Regions from separate parts of the Gasterosteus aculeatus genome. Here region 1 is linked to region 2. The links are chromatin contacts, called in public Hi-C maps. All regions are on one chromosome and are shown on one strand. Each heading gives the region's core, a stretch centred on a gene start, on an enhancer-like site or on the middle of the called end of the contact. The rest is flanking DNA. Distances are from core to core; before and after follow the strand shown.

Region 1 (7,199 bases), core at 1,672-4,171, 61 kb before region 2:
TAATGCAGAATTGCCCTCACGCTTGAATAAACTTCATACAATCAGTTCACGTCCTTTCGTCTTTTGATTTTCTCTCAGCGTCACTGCCTAAAGGGGTCAGTTGCGTAAGAGCATACATATGGGGGGGTTTTCATAGGGAATGATGTAATTGACCCCAAGGCCCGTGTGCTGCAGCCGCATGGGTGAACCCGAGCACTTGCTTCATCCAGATGGTTTACTTTTTAAACATTTTTCCTTGATTATCTGGAACAATGTTCTAACATAATGATACACCTGACCCAATATAAGCAGGAGACTTGTGCTAAATCCTCAAAAAGAGGATTGCAAAAATAGATCAGAGACTCCTGGGAGTCAAACTCAAACCTGTTTTTTTTTCATCAGCCTTGAAAATAGATTTGCGTGCTGTGTGGCCAAGAACACCTTGCCCGCAGTTTCATTTTTATTTTCAGGCATCGACAGCATCATCACACTGTGGCATTGCACGGCTGCCTGAAGCACTGGCACAGCAGCATCAGATTATAGGCACCAAGCAGGGCAGAGCAACCACAGCCGTGCCCTAGCAACAGCCTTAGCAACCGAGGGCGAAGAGCTCCAAAAAACAAATCCAGCTACATGGGATTTATTTTGTGCAAATCTGCGAACAGTGAAGCCTTCTTCTACGCATCCGGAGACGCTGTCCTTCACTAAGAAAAATAATAGAATGTAGCGGAGTGATGTGGGGGTGTTTGCCATTCAGCTGCACAGTGTTTTTCAGCGTGAACATTGTGTCCTTGAGCCAGCGTTTGCAGCCTAAAGAAAAGAAACAAACAGTGCAGACAACAGGTTCTAAAAAGGACACGATGCTGGTTGTCAAAATAATTCTTCCAAAGAGTTATTCAGGATTATGTGCGCTGGTAGAAAGCTAATGAACGATCACGGGCTGACATAATTAAATAAACATGTTAAACATGAGGGGAGAGTGACATTTTTCTATTTTAGGAAGTGATTTTTATAAATCCATGCATGCACACTTTGCAGGAAATGCATGAGGCTTCATTGGAACATGAAGAATCATACGTCAGAAATCAGACTGTCCACGGGCGGCAGCTTGTAACATCACACCCTGTCAGGTATTTGGATACAGACGCCTGCCCATGCACTGTAATTAATAATTGGTTTTTATCTGAGCTTTGGGGGCATTTTTTTGCCAATTTTTCTTGTCCACAACTAGCCCATGTATAGAAGGATTATGCACCCAGATTCTCTGCATGACTCCAGACCACGTTGATTGGCTCCCCACTGGGCGACGGGCTAAGCATTATCTAACTTGCAAACACCGGATTTTCAGCTCACTTGAGCATGACATAAGTCCTCCCATCTACCTGCGATACACACTCACTCCAAAAACTCAACCACGGGTAAAAGTGGCTGGATCAGGAAGTAGATGGACGGGGGAAGGCGGATAAAGCGGGTGGGATGCTGACATCATGCGTACATGACGGGTAAACAAGTCTTTAAGCCTCCGCTGAGGCCGTTTCCCATATCCAGATGGTCTGCTCTCAAAACAGCATGGCGTGGGCGTGAATGATGAATTCCCTAAATCCATCCCAGTCTTTGAGCTTTTTAATGTTGATAACTCACTAATGTGAAAGCTGTTTATTCGTTTTTGATATCAACCCCCTCAGTCCATCTGTTAAATTGTGTAATTTCAGCGATGACGACATTCGATGCTGTGTGATCTTAACTTACCATCTATTTCCAAACAAAGGAAACCTGTTCTCTGAAAATGGACCGATTTCATTCTTTTGAGCACATTGTTTGCATCACTTGAGATTGCGTCATCATTGTGATGATCATTGATTTTCAGTGATCATCCTAGGGAGCATAAATCTTATTGAAGCCAATTCCAACACTGATTCGATTGGAGTCTTAGATGTTTATTAGTTTTTCAATCATACAAAAAAAGACGACTGTTGACAAGATGACAAACTTCTATGGCATCAATTCTCTGTTTTAGCACCCATTTACAAATACATAACGCTCTCCTAATATTTCAGATTTAACGTGAAAATTTAAAATAACGAACTAAATTGATATCAAACCAAACAAAGACACAGTCCTCTATTGAAAAGCCCCTCCCACATGTTTACATCTCTCCCTTTTCTTTTCCACAGCTCACTTCAAAGCCATTTTAAAATATAAGCCGGATCTGACTTCCCACTCTTGACATCCTCTTACAATGAAGCGTTTTCTTCCGCCCTGCCTTGAAATAACTTACTGTTGTATTCTACTATGGTGCATGCAACGATGGGGAATTTGGTTTTGTTTCATCTGACGATGACGCTGCTGGGAATGTTTGTTTCTTCCCCTCTATAGAAAAAAAAGGCATTCGAATTTGACTTGTGATTCTGAGCAATGAAGATGCCGTAAACATCCAACTTCATACGTCACGCGTCCTCATTTCACCCAAAACATGGATGCTGGTGTGTGTGGTTGATTCGACGAAAGAATCGTTCTTGAACTTCAAAACAACATTCACCCCACCTCCTCCCACCCTTCCAATAGTTTATTTTATTTTCTTCGATTTTTTCGACCAACGGTGATGATGAGTTGCTTTGAAATGATCTTGAAAAGATTGCCATGCTTGCCTGGATGTGTGACGGTGTTTTCCTTGCAGAGGAGACGCGCGTCAGTCGGTGAAGCACAAAGGGGTCGTTCCGCTGCTGGTGCTCCGGCGGTGGCAGCCTCCGATCTGCTGCTCGCTGGGGGAGAGAGCTGCGTGCACACTGAGGACTCACGCAATTGGACAGGAAGCGAGACCACTGACGGTGCACGCGCGACACGACCGTACCATCCCGAGCGCGTTACATAACGCGAGAGGCTCGACTCAACCACTCACAGCCCACGGGCTGGTACGCAGGCTGCAACGCACGCGACGTGTTTATATGGCAACCTGGCATGTGATCAACATGCAATGGAAACACTTCATAGAAAGCGAAATATCTATGTTTCCACATGACACACGTGACATGAAAATGTCCTAATTTCATATTATACCGAATGTTTGTCGTAACGGCTCTAGATTTGTGGAATGTCGTATTTCTTAAATGTTATTATTTTGACTGAGTGACGTAATGTGATGTCAGATGCAACCATGTTTCATATAGTTTGTGTTGAACGTACGCAGGGGGTCTAACTATGTATACAGTGATGCGCGTGTTTGCTCTCCGTGGTGCTGAAATCCTGGAGGCGCGCGATACTCCCGTTCAGCGCATGCGCATTAAATGCAAATTTATCGCGGTGACACGTACCCATTCTGTAAAGTAAACATTAATAATGAATGAGTTTGGGAATGCAGTGGTAGATTGTCAGTCACCATAGTCCTAAGGAAGCACGTGGTGCCATGGATCTCTGTGTACAGCATTTTGAACAGACGTGAACATAGTGTCTGCAGAGACATCCACCATTAAAAGTAAGTTAGACTGGGTTCTGCATGGATTGACATAAGACCCCCATCACTATGGCTTGTATTACTGCAACTCACAGCTGTTTTTAAGGAGTAGAGCAGGGGGTCTCAAACTCCGGCCCGCGGGCCATATCCGGCCCGCAGTTGGGGGTACCAACTTTGGCGCACCCCCCTCCCCCGTCCACCGTATACCGTTCGCCGGTTCAATTGTTCCGGAGCAGATTAAACACACGTGAACACGTGCCTTTGTAATATGGCAAGTAACTGCACGTGGTACAAGATGTATGTTTGACATGGTGAGCTCCGGTTGCTTCAAAGAGTCAGACAAAAACATCATCGATTCATCATTAGGACATTAGGAAAGTACAAATCTGATGGGTGGTGGCACGTGTTCGCTTGCTTTGATGACACTTTCAGGTAACATGGAGATAACATGTTCCAACTTGATGTTTTCTGCCATTGGCAGAACTGGTTGTTTAACAGATGTTTAACAGAAGTTAAACAACCGTCACCTTGACTTCATTGCACATTATTTTGACTTTTTGTTTGACAACCTTGTAAGTCGTTGTTATATTCTCTATATGTGTATTTAACTAGCATGTTTTCACTGCTGTGAAACAAACATTAGAGGCTCGTACACACAGGCAGATTGTCTTGGAGGACGTGAACGTAGCATTTGGACATTGGGTTGTAATAACTACTAATGTCCGCTAGAGGTCACCCGTGTAATTTAAAACATGTTTGGTGATTTCGAGTGACTCAACATTAAAAATAAATAGTTTGTGTGCGAGTGTTGTGTGGTGTGTGTGTGTGTGTGTGAGGGGGGGGTATTGTGATTACATCGAAGTGATAATAAATAAATAAAATGCAGACCTTTTCCCTTCCGTTTATTATCCTTCTCCTCTTAAAATGCTATCCGCCCCACACATAATCATTCCTTAAATTCCTCATTGCTTGTTACTCATTACTGTTAAATCCATTTAAATAATGTATATTTCTTCAAAAATAATGCCATTGCTTTATGATCACCCAAGACACGATGTGTGCATCTTTTCAGTTTATCTGCGCGTAAATCTTATCTAATCTGATTTGACGTGTCGCTATACACTTTCGTACCTGTGATAAGGACGTTAACTCTTTGTTTTGGACCCGCATCTACTTTGGTAAACTTTGGACCGCTGCAGTAGTGGAAGTATCTGCAGCTCAGAAGTATACGAATTGTTGTCTTAACCATTTCTCTAAAATATCTTTCCAAGGAAGGAGCAGTTTAATTGCATTGCTTTATCTAGTACTAGTTGTCCACATCTATTGTCATCAAAAAAAAGAAAACCTCAACTATCTGGAAAGTTTAGATGAGATTAGCAAGTGGCTGCTAAACCTCCACCTCCAACAATAACTTTCCCACATGGACTAAAGTGTCTGTGTCCGTTGGCTCTCGAGCGCGTCTGTGACATGAAATCGTTTGAGAACTCCTGCACCGACCGACCGTGTGGGCGTGTTTCCCTCAGCCCGACAGCCTCCGCTCTTCTGTGCAGTCCAGAGCGCAAAACGCACTTCTTCTGATGCGACTGGAGGGCGCAAAAGCAGCACTTCTCCAACCCTTTACGCGAAACACCCCTCCCCAACTGCGGCTGCCCCTCGAATCCAACTTTACTGAGCGGGAGTTTCTATCTTCCTGGGACTCATTCAGCCATGGACGCATCAAGACTCTTAACGCTCTATTTGGGGCTGCTCCTTTCTTTCCTTGGGAATATACCGTGTTTCCAGTCTGCTGCTATCATCTCCCCCTCTGCGCCGAGGAGAGTCCGGGGGGCCCGGATCTCTCATCGGGACGGACAAAGGTCATCCAAGATCCTAAAAGACATCCTCGCGTCTACGCACCCGGTCGTGGGCCATCACAAGGACGACCTAAAGGACGCTATTGTGCCCCATGAATACATGCTCTCCATATACAGGACATACTCGGCTGCAGAGAAGCTCGGACTAAACGCAAGCTTTTTCCGCTCCTCTAAATCTGCCAACACCATAACAAGTTTTGTGGACAGAGGAACAGGTTGGTTTCAGTCCGTTGCCGGCTCTGCCCGTTCTTGCATAATTCAGTGACGCGGGGTTTTCTCAAAAGACTGGTGTAATATTCCCCTTCGTGAAATGTGGCTTAAAATGACAGACGTGCATAGTACAGAAACAGAAGCCCGCGGCGGCGGTTTTTACGCACGATTTAAATCAAGCGAATAGTTACAAACACCCATAAGAAATATTAACACGTTTTTCAAAAGAAACGTCAGAAAGCTGCAGGATTGTATGTTGCACATTCAGTAGTTATGTGATTGTGTTGGGTTAAATTGACCGAACAGCTGACGGAACCGGTATCTTTCCCCAAGTATTAACTTATATTACACTTAAATAACCTCTGGGTTACACGACAGTAAAACACTAATGAAGGCGCTATCTAAACGAAGGCAGTAAATCACTGTCAGCAAACGGCAGCAAAAACGACTCCGCTCCCTCCACGTGAATACAGAGAAGCAGCTTTTTTCACTTCAGTGGTTGTTTCATATCCGATTTTTTTTTAAATGAATCACTACACGCAAACATTGAAAACATTTTTTTTTGACTTTTGAAATTACGAGCAGGGGCTAACCTCCCCAAACTCCTCTGAAAATCCAGTCAGTGGACATTATGCTGCCCAGTTTGGCCAACTTGTGCTGACAAAGGGAGCCGGGGGGCCAAGGCAGAGCTTGTTGGTGTGAGAAGCAGGTGTTTGGGCCAGTTTAACATGTTGTAACCAGGTGATTCGACCGGCCTGCGAGAGCAAACATCTTATGAACACAAAGGGACATAAACCGAGTTAATCTTTGTAGGAGAAATAAAATATATCTTTGTTTGCGCCCCCCCCCCCCCCTTTCCCCACTAACCCCCCTCACGCTCCGAGAATGTGCCCTGCAAAAAATATCCATCATCAACTTATTTGGTCCAGAGTCTGCTGCGTAAACCCCGTTGATAGCTACATACATGGAAGTAGTCTGCTCAGCAAATCGACTTCTTTTTCAAGACAAGGAAATGCTTGGAAATTATAACAGTTGATTTCAATATTTAATGCGTTTTGCTTTAAAAAAAAACCTCATTGAAATATAATACGTTGTGTTTTTTCACACGCTCTTTTTGAGACGGGGGAAAAGAGTTAAAGGACTAATTATGAAGATAAAAGGCTCGTCCGTGTGGCCATTTTTTTTTTTTGCAGTGTGAGCGGATGTGATAGGAAAATGCCTCACTTTCTCCCATGATTCTGATGTGATGTGTCACTGGCTCTGACCCCGAGCTGGACCCTCAGAGAGCTGCTTGCCATTGAACGGCTGATTGGAGTATTTGAACTCGGTGATCTAATTGAGTGTTCATGTCATAACATATCCAACACTGTCTATTCTTCCATAACGACCCAGCTCGGCCACGGTGGGCACATCACCAAAAAAAAGAGATGAGGAGCGAAAAATGAAAGAGCACTTCCTCCACTGTGAGGTGTTTTCTTTCTCTTTTTCTTTTTTCTCTTTTTTTTTTTTACTGTTGAACCTCCCTTTGCGAGCGCCCCTTTAATCACGGAAAATTATTTTTTTCCTTCTTGTTTTTTCAGCTTAACTGCCTTTGGTTTCTGGCGGAATTCCTCACAGCATCCCTAAAATGTTACTTTGCATTAACCTGCAGACCCCTGCTTATTTCATTCAGGGAATAAATCCATACGGGGCCGCTTTTGACGCGT
Region 2 (6,762 bases), core at 2,282-4,781:
CGCAGGGGCCGGGGGCCCAGGGGCCCAGTGGCTCGGGAGCAACAGGTTGCATGGGAGATAACGGATTAGTCCAACTCATGCGTTGTTTTCCCCCCACTCCGTCGGTGCAACGGGGGTAGAAACAGTGTGAGCTAATGCCTCATTAGGTCTTCGCAACTATAAGTCAATGTTTTTCCAGTTGAGGAGCCACTTACTCACTGCGAGCATCCACTAAGCCCTTCGTGACTTCGGGAGTGAAACAGATAAAGTCTGACTCATTAAACTTCCATGTAGATAGTGAACGCTGTACTTATCCAGGTGGTTTTGAATTTATTAGAGTGGAATAAAGAGTTACAAATCATGCTTTTATTTATAACTGCAGCTCCATAACAATTTGCCATTTGCAAATGACATCAAACTCATTTGGAGTTGTGTTTTTGTACACCCCACATCTTTATTCTGCTATTTTATTAAACCTTTGGAGCTGTTGAATGCTCTGCTATATGTTCATCAGTCATGGCCAACTTAGACGATGCTGTTCTGTCCTGGACAGGTGGGTTTATCAGATTTATTTGGAAAGAAAAAGGTGTCGGCCGTGGATGGAAACAATGCCCATGAGAGATTTGATAGTTTGAGAAAGTAAAATGCTTAATTTCCTAAAAAGTATACAATTGTGCTGCCGGAGGTTTTTCTTTTCTACCATTGGCTGAAATGCGATGCTAAAGATTTGGCTCGTTCTCCTTTAAACGTGTCTTTGTCCCTCCAGCTACACTGCAGTTTTTTTCATGTTTCCTTGCCCTCCTTTTTCTGCTCTTTGAGTTTAGGACATTTCTTTTCACACTGTTCCTGGAACTGAGTCTAAAAAATGAAAAAAAGAATTAACCCAATTACAGTCCATTGAGCAATATTCAAAACAATCTAACCCTTTAAAAGGACGTGACTTGCTGTAGCTTACCCGGAAACCAGAAGACTTGAAACAAATATTTTCATGTTCAGCCGCTGCCAGAACACTTTCACGGGCAATTTAAAATGAACTGTGAAATGGAAAACCAATCTGTCATTTCAACTGCAGTGAGAACTCGCATCAGGAGAACTGTAGCTTATAGTTCATCAGGTGGGATGTACAGTAAAGACATTTTAGACTTAGCACTTCAACAGGAAAATAACAAATACCAAAGTCTCTTAGTAACACGAGCAAATGCTTGTTGTTCTGTTGGAGTAAAAAAACGTTCTTGAAATTAGATCAGCTTCTAACACGTGAACTTTCTTTTGTTCTGTCGTTGCATTTTTTTTTTTTCTAACTAATTTTGACTTATACATATTGTCACTCGTCAGTCCCCCATTATGACCCGCCTATGCTCGGCCTCCTACAGTTTCAGTGGGCCTCTTATCTCCAAATTTCCCTCTGTTTGGGGTGTTGAAAGACTTTAACCCAACCACATCTGTGCCTAAACATATTCATAACACAAAGGTTGCAAGCCAAATGTTTTTCCCAATCACAGCCAGACTGAAATATAGTGCTCTGATCGCATACTGCGCTATAGTCACATGAAGGAATAGTTTGATTATTTAGAAAATATATTAATTATACCCACCTCTGTAAAGTAATATGAAGCCAGCAGAGGGTCTTTGCATAACGACTGTTGGGAACCAGCGAGCCTGCCTCTGTCTAAAGGCAACAAAGTGCTACCAGAACCTTGTCAGAGAGCGCAGCGACTCCTCGAGTCTTGTAGTCACCCTGAGCTTGCCGTGCATTACCAGTGGAAACTGGGAAATTGTTGCGTCCGGCCAAGGAATATAGAAAAATATATATCTCCCAGGGCGTCGATGAACTTCTATTCACACTTTTTCCACTTCCAATTATGTTGGTTACATGACTCCTCCCTATTAATGGGTAAATCCTTCACATTCATCTAAACGTTCCAATACATCATCTCTGGCCAACAAACTCCATGTACAAAAGAACTGAAAATGATCATCTGGCTTTTAATGGTCCTGCATCCTCAGCCTCACTCCTTGCTTGGTTGTGGTACACGGGGACGGATGGGTGTGTATTTGTGTGTGTCTGTGCTGTAAGGGCACAGTGGGAACTTGACGGTGAGTGTTTCTGACTTGACGAGTGATTTGCCCCCATGTTCACCTTTAATCTTGGAAGGGCCCGGCCAGCGGACGGGTCGCAGAGTGGTACCGCGGGATTTAACCCAAACAAGTCAACGGTTGGTATAAATCCCCTTTAAAAAGAACTCAGAAATGCCTCCTCGGAGTTTCCTTTTGTATTTGTGTAAACACAGCAACCTCAACTTGTACATCTTTCTGCGCAACTCCTACAACACCAAATTCAGTCTCAGATTAAATAAAGTCCCATAAAACCCAGTGAAAGTTGTTCAATGCGTTGACATGATGAACGTGGAGCGGTGAGGCCAAAAACAGACGATCAACAACCAACCCCGCCGTCCCCCCAAATCTCCCAGATCAAACCAAACGGTTAAAAGGCAGGTCTTACTTCTTCTGGCTGGCGAGAAGCATCCAAATCAAATGGATCTTTGTCATCTGTAACTAAGAAAATCCTTTCATTTGTTGGATTTCCTATTGAGAGGGACGTTGTAACTGCAGCCAAAAAGGAAATGTGTTATTCATCCTCATCTCGCCTCCCCTTTGCTGTATGTTCCTCCCCGCTTCTTCCGGTTCGACTCTCCTCAAAGAACACAAGGATGTTTTGATCTGCTGCCGGTGGGACGGCCGCGGGGATCTGCTGCTGATAGTGGTCAGCTCTGCTGCCTTTGCCTCACAAGAAGTTGAAAAGCTTCTCCCAGATAGATGGCTGGTTTTATACGGGATTAATCATTTTGCGAGAGACCGATCCAGCTACATTTCTCCACGTGGTTTTGAGTTACAGGCCTCAAAGATGAACTGGGCTACAATGGAAGAGAGCTGTTGAGATGTTTTTGAACAGTTGCTACACATACTTCTCAGCCCGATATTGATATTGTTATTAAGAGATAGAAGGCTAGTTGTATCAAACAGAAAGTACACGCTCTGACATGAAATAAAGTAGTGTGGTTTGGATGAAGACTTGTGTCAAGATTTGACGAGAACCCGGAAATCGGAAGATGTCTTTTTACTGCTGATTGTCTCACGAAAAGATGGATTGCAAAGCAATCGATGTATACACGGATCTGCATGTTTAAAGGAGAAGTGCCATTAGGTTGCGGGCGGAGAAGTGCCACCTCTCCGAAAAGCCCTAATGGCCGAGGCCTGGCTTTCATGTGAATAATGCTGTTTATATTAGGCCTCAGCTCCTACATTAGTGTCCTTCAAACGTCTACACCCTCACAGCAGTTTGGCATTTTGAAATACTTCACAGGCTTCCTATGTGGAATCTATTATCAGGGCTTGTGCTCCAGTGGAAAGCGTGTGTGTGTGTGTATGTGTGTGTGTGTGTGTGTGTGTGTGTGTGTGTGCTTTAAGTGCTGCAGGAGTCATTGAGGGGGCTTCATTAAAGAATGGAAAGTATGCAGCCATCTCTGCAGGCTGGCCCAGGAGTCTTTGCTCTCACCTGCACCATATATGCCCAGTTATGGCCAGAGTCGGACCCTGTTGAGTAAAACAAACACTGTCCCCTACAGGATTGACAGGGCCACTGCAACCCGTGGTTGAATTCCAAAGTATTAAGAATGAATCTATGATCAGATGGAGAAAAAAAAAATCCATAGTTACACAGAGCTGCACACTAGCATGAAGCACATAAATATACAGGACCTTATTAAATAATTTATAAAGGTTAACGTTTTAAACCACACAAAGAAATGCCTTCCCCCACGAATCTGCTTCATTTTCATTTCTTTCGTTTTTCTAAAAGAAAAATCAGCTTTTTCAGGGCTGAACACACAGGAGTCAGGCAGCCTTCCCAGAGTTTCTGATCACCAGATACGAGTGTGCGTGTCATCAGTCCCAACTTTATAAATGTTTCACACGCAAGCCGAGCCGCTCAGCCATTCAGACAGATCAACACATGCAGATTCTTTCATTCACAGTCATGTTCCTAATATCCAATTGCCTCTCGCTGTGTTTCTACACCCGCCGACACAGGTCCTAATCTGTAAACGAAAAACGCAGGGGGGAAAGGAGAGCTCTGCACCGAGAGACTTATTTAAGAACAAAGCAGGGAAGTACGTGAGCATGGGAATGCTCAGAGGTCAGGTTTTTGAAACACAAACTCACATTAAAGTCAGCAGCAGCAGCAGCAGAGGCCAGAGAAACACCACGCTGACAAGGCAGACGATGAAGCCGGGGGCCGAGCAGCGGAACAACACGTGCAGGGCGTAAAAAAACGCCCATCACAGTCAATCAGGCATCAGCCGCTACTCGGGGAGGAAAAGAGGGGAAACTTTACCCCAGTTCTGAGTTGGCCTGCCGTGTGCGGCGTGGGGGGAAATCCACTGGATGTCACATACGTCTTGATTTTTATGAATGCTTTGATAGCCCCCCCAAAGACACTCCCATGACCAGGTGGAAGGTATTTATACAAGCGTGTCAGACAAGCAAAGACCAGGGGAAAGGATATTCGCTGATCCCCTTTGCTCGCAGAGAAAAAAAGAATTCTTGCGGCTATTCTAATTGCAACTGGAAATAATTATCCGGCTGTGGACTCTGGGAAGCAGGTCACTCGAACGCAGCCGGCCCTGATCACCAGGTGTGAAGGGTAGACGGTAGGTTGACTGACGCATGGGTGTCCAGCGGTGTTAAATGTATGTGTGTGTTTGTTTGTCTACAGTGGTCCTATTAACCAAATCATTTTATTTATGAATGAGGAGTAAATAAAAAAAAAAACATCAGGACAACATGATGCAATTATTTGTTTAAAATAATACAGTATAGTATTGAATGTTTTGTGTTTCCAAAATGTTGTAATGGATGGGCGGTTCTCGAGATATGCAAATAAACACACGGAGGGATTCCTTTCTTAATAGTAAGATGTCTGTCAATAGCTGCATGTATTTGTTTTTAATTACCATTAATGAGTCAGCTTTAGGATTAATTTATTCTGTAGACTTGCTGTAAGTGAGGTAAAGAATAGAACCGTTATATGTATATATTATTTAGAGCAGGCCTGTTCCTGTAGCTGAGCAGCCGTCACTGGAGGCACAATATGGAATAATGCTAATGCTACATGGGACACTAGCACAATCTGCAAAATAGTTTAATAATGTTTGTGGACATTAGCCACCCTAAGCGGTTAAACCCTGATCATGAGTTCCATTTCTTATTTTTAAGAGAAATGTTTTGTTTTTTTACATGGGCTCACTTATACAAGTCAAACATGCAGTCAAGTTTGTATCCTTCTGATATACATACAGTATACACACTCATTACAGAGAACGCACAAGCGTACGTAAGTTGAGAGGAAATCCAGCTGCCAGTCCAAGAGTTTACAAGAGAACATTTTAAATATGCCTCAAATTAAATCAAAAAGCACACAACTATGCAAGCCAGTTCCCATTAGCGCAGTGAGGTCCAAGACTTCATTGCTTCCAACACTGCAAACAAATTCCATGCATTTTAGTTGTCAGAGATTATTAAAATCTGTTGCACACCTTCAGTTTCCACTTACTTCTTACATATTCAGTATCACCACACAATAATGCCTTTAGTTCTGCGACGGTCTCAGTGGGGGACTTTCTGTAAGAACGCTCTGTGATGTGACCTCAGCTCAGTGAACATCAGAAGCATTACTCTTAGCGCCAGTGCTTACATGATGACAAATGTTAAAGAACTTGTATTTATTTCTAAAATATGTTCTATTGACAGCTTCAAATTTGAACTTTCTCATGAACAAACTGATTGTTTGATAAATAATTTCTTTTTAAGAGCTCATTGGTGAGCAGTGGAATCACCCTTTACTGGATGCAGATGGTGCATGAGCGTACGTTTGTCATTTGCATTGTATTTGTGTACACGTACACCTTTCCATTTTCTTTCGTGGTAGAAATGTACTCGTCTAAAAGTGTAGCTTTATGTTAGCATTCCTCAGCTCCCTGGTTTGGTAACATGGTAATTGTGCACAGCGAGTACCAATGTGCCAGGTCTCAGTTTAACGAATCCCACCTGTAACACATTTGCACATTCATTCCTCTCCAAGGAGAAATCCTCTTGCCAAAGCAAAGCTCGAGCCGAGTGGAGGTGGGCCGCTCTGCTGGACCCCGCAAACCGTAACGGCTTACCCAAGATGGCTGGCGACTTCGTCCACTTGTGAGGGTAAACATATTAAATATGTATTTGCGTGCATTTAGGGTGCCCGGCGCTGCACTCGGCAAGCAGGCGAGTGAAGACCTGTGGAACGTGTGAGCGAGTTGGTCCCGAAACCCTCTGGCATGTGAGAAGGATTTCACAAACGTGAGCACATCAAATGATTGATTCCACAGCTTATCGCTCCACAAACTGTATACATAAGGATAACTTAAAAGATTATTGGACCATTTATCAAGAGCTTTTCCATTAACTGTGTATAATGCTATAATCATAATCGTTCCTCAACATTCTGTCAGGGAATTATGCAATGGGTCAATTGTTATCAACTGATCCCCGGATGTTTCATCATCAGGGCAAATTCTAAGAAAAACTTTAATTGCGCCTGTTTAAAAAGTGCTAAACCAGCAGAAATCCAAACGTTCATTTGTTTTTTTATTTAATCACTTTTCTTTGCATGACCAACATGTAACTCTGTACTGTCACATGCCCCTGACTTACACCTGCTTCAGTGATAAACATGAAAAGACAATAAAT

What was found. A called contact is a pair of places that touch in the nucleus more often than the background predicts.
Region 1: a contact with region 2 is called in a Hi-C map of skeletal muscle, with 5 times the contacts expected there. The contact joins the promoter of sybu here to the enhancer-like site in region 2. A contact is called at or near these places in 2 of 6 Hi-C or Micro-C datasets (liver and skeletal muscle).

Annotation. Positions count from the first base shown.
Region 1 is chr20:16,461,220-16,468,418 of fGasAcu3.hap1.1, reverse strand. It overlaps sybu (syntabulin (syntaxin-interacting)), which reads right to left and starts at 2,921. Exons shown (of 8, transcript XM_040165031.2): 1 at 2,628-2,921. It overlaps gdf6a (growth differentiation factor 6a), which reads left to right and starts at 4,984. Exons shown (of 2, transcript XM_078094186.1): 1 at 4,984-5,498. The coding sequence starts at 5,138.
Region 2 is chr20:16,401,195-16,407,956 of fGasAcu3.hap1.1, reverse strand. No RefSeq gene overlaps it. Among protein-coding and RNA genes, the nearest start is that of eny2, 16 kb to the right of the region's middle. Within about 2 kb of position 3,531, at least 1 of the 9 cell types and tissues checked has open chromatin away from gene starts, as enhancers often do.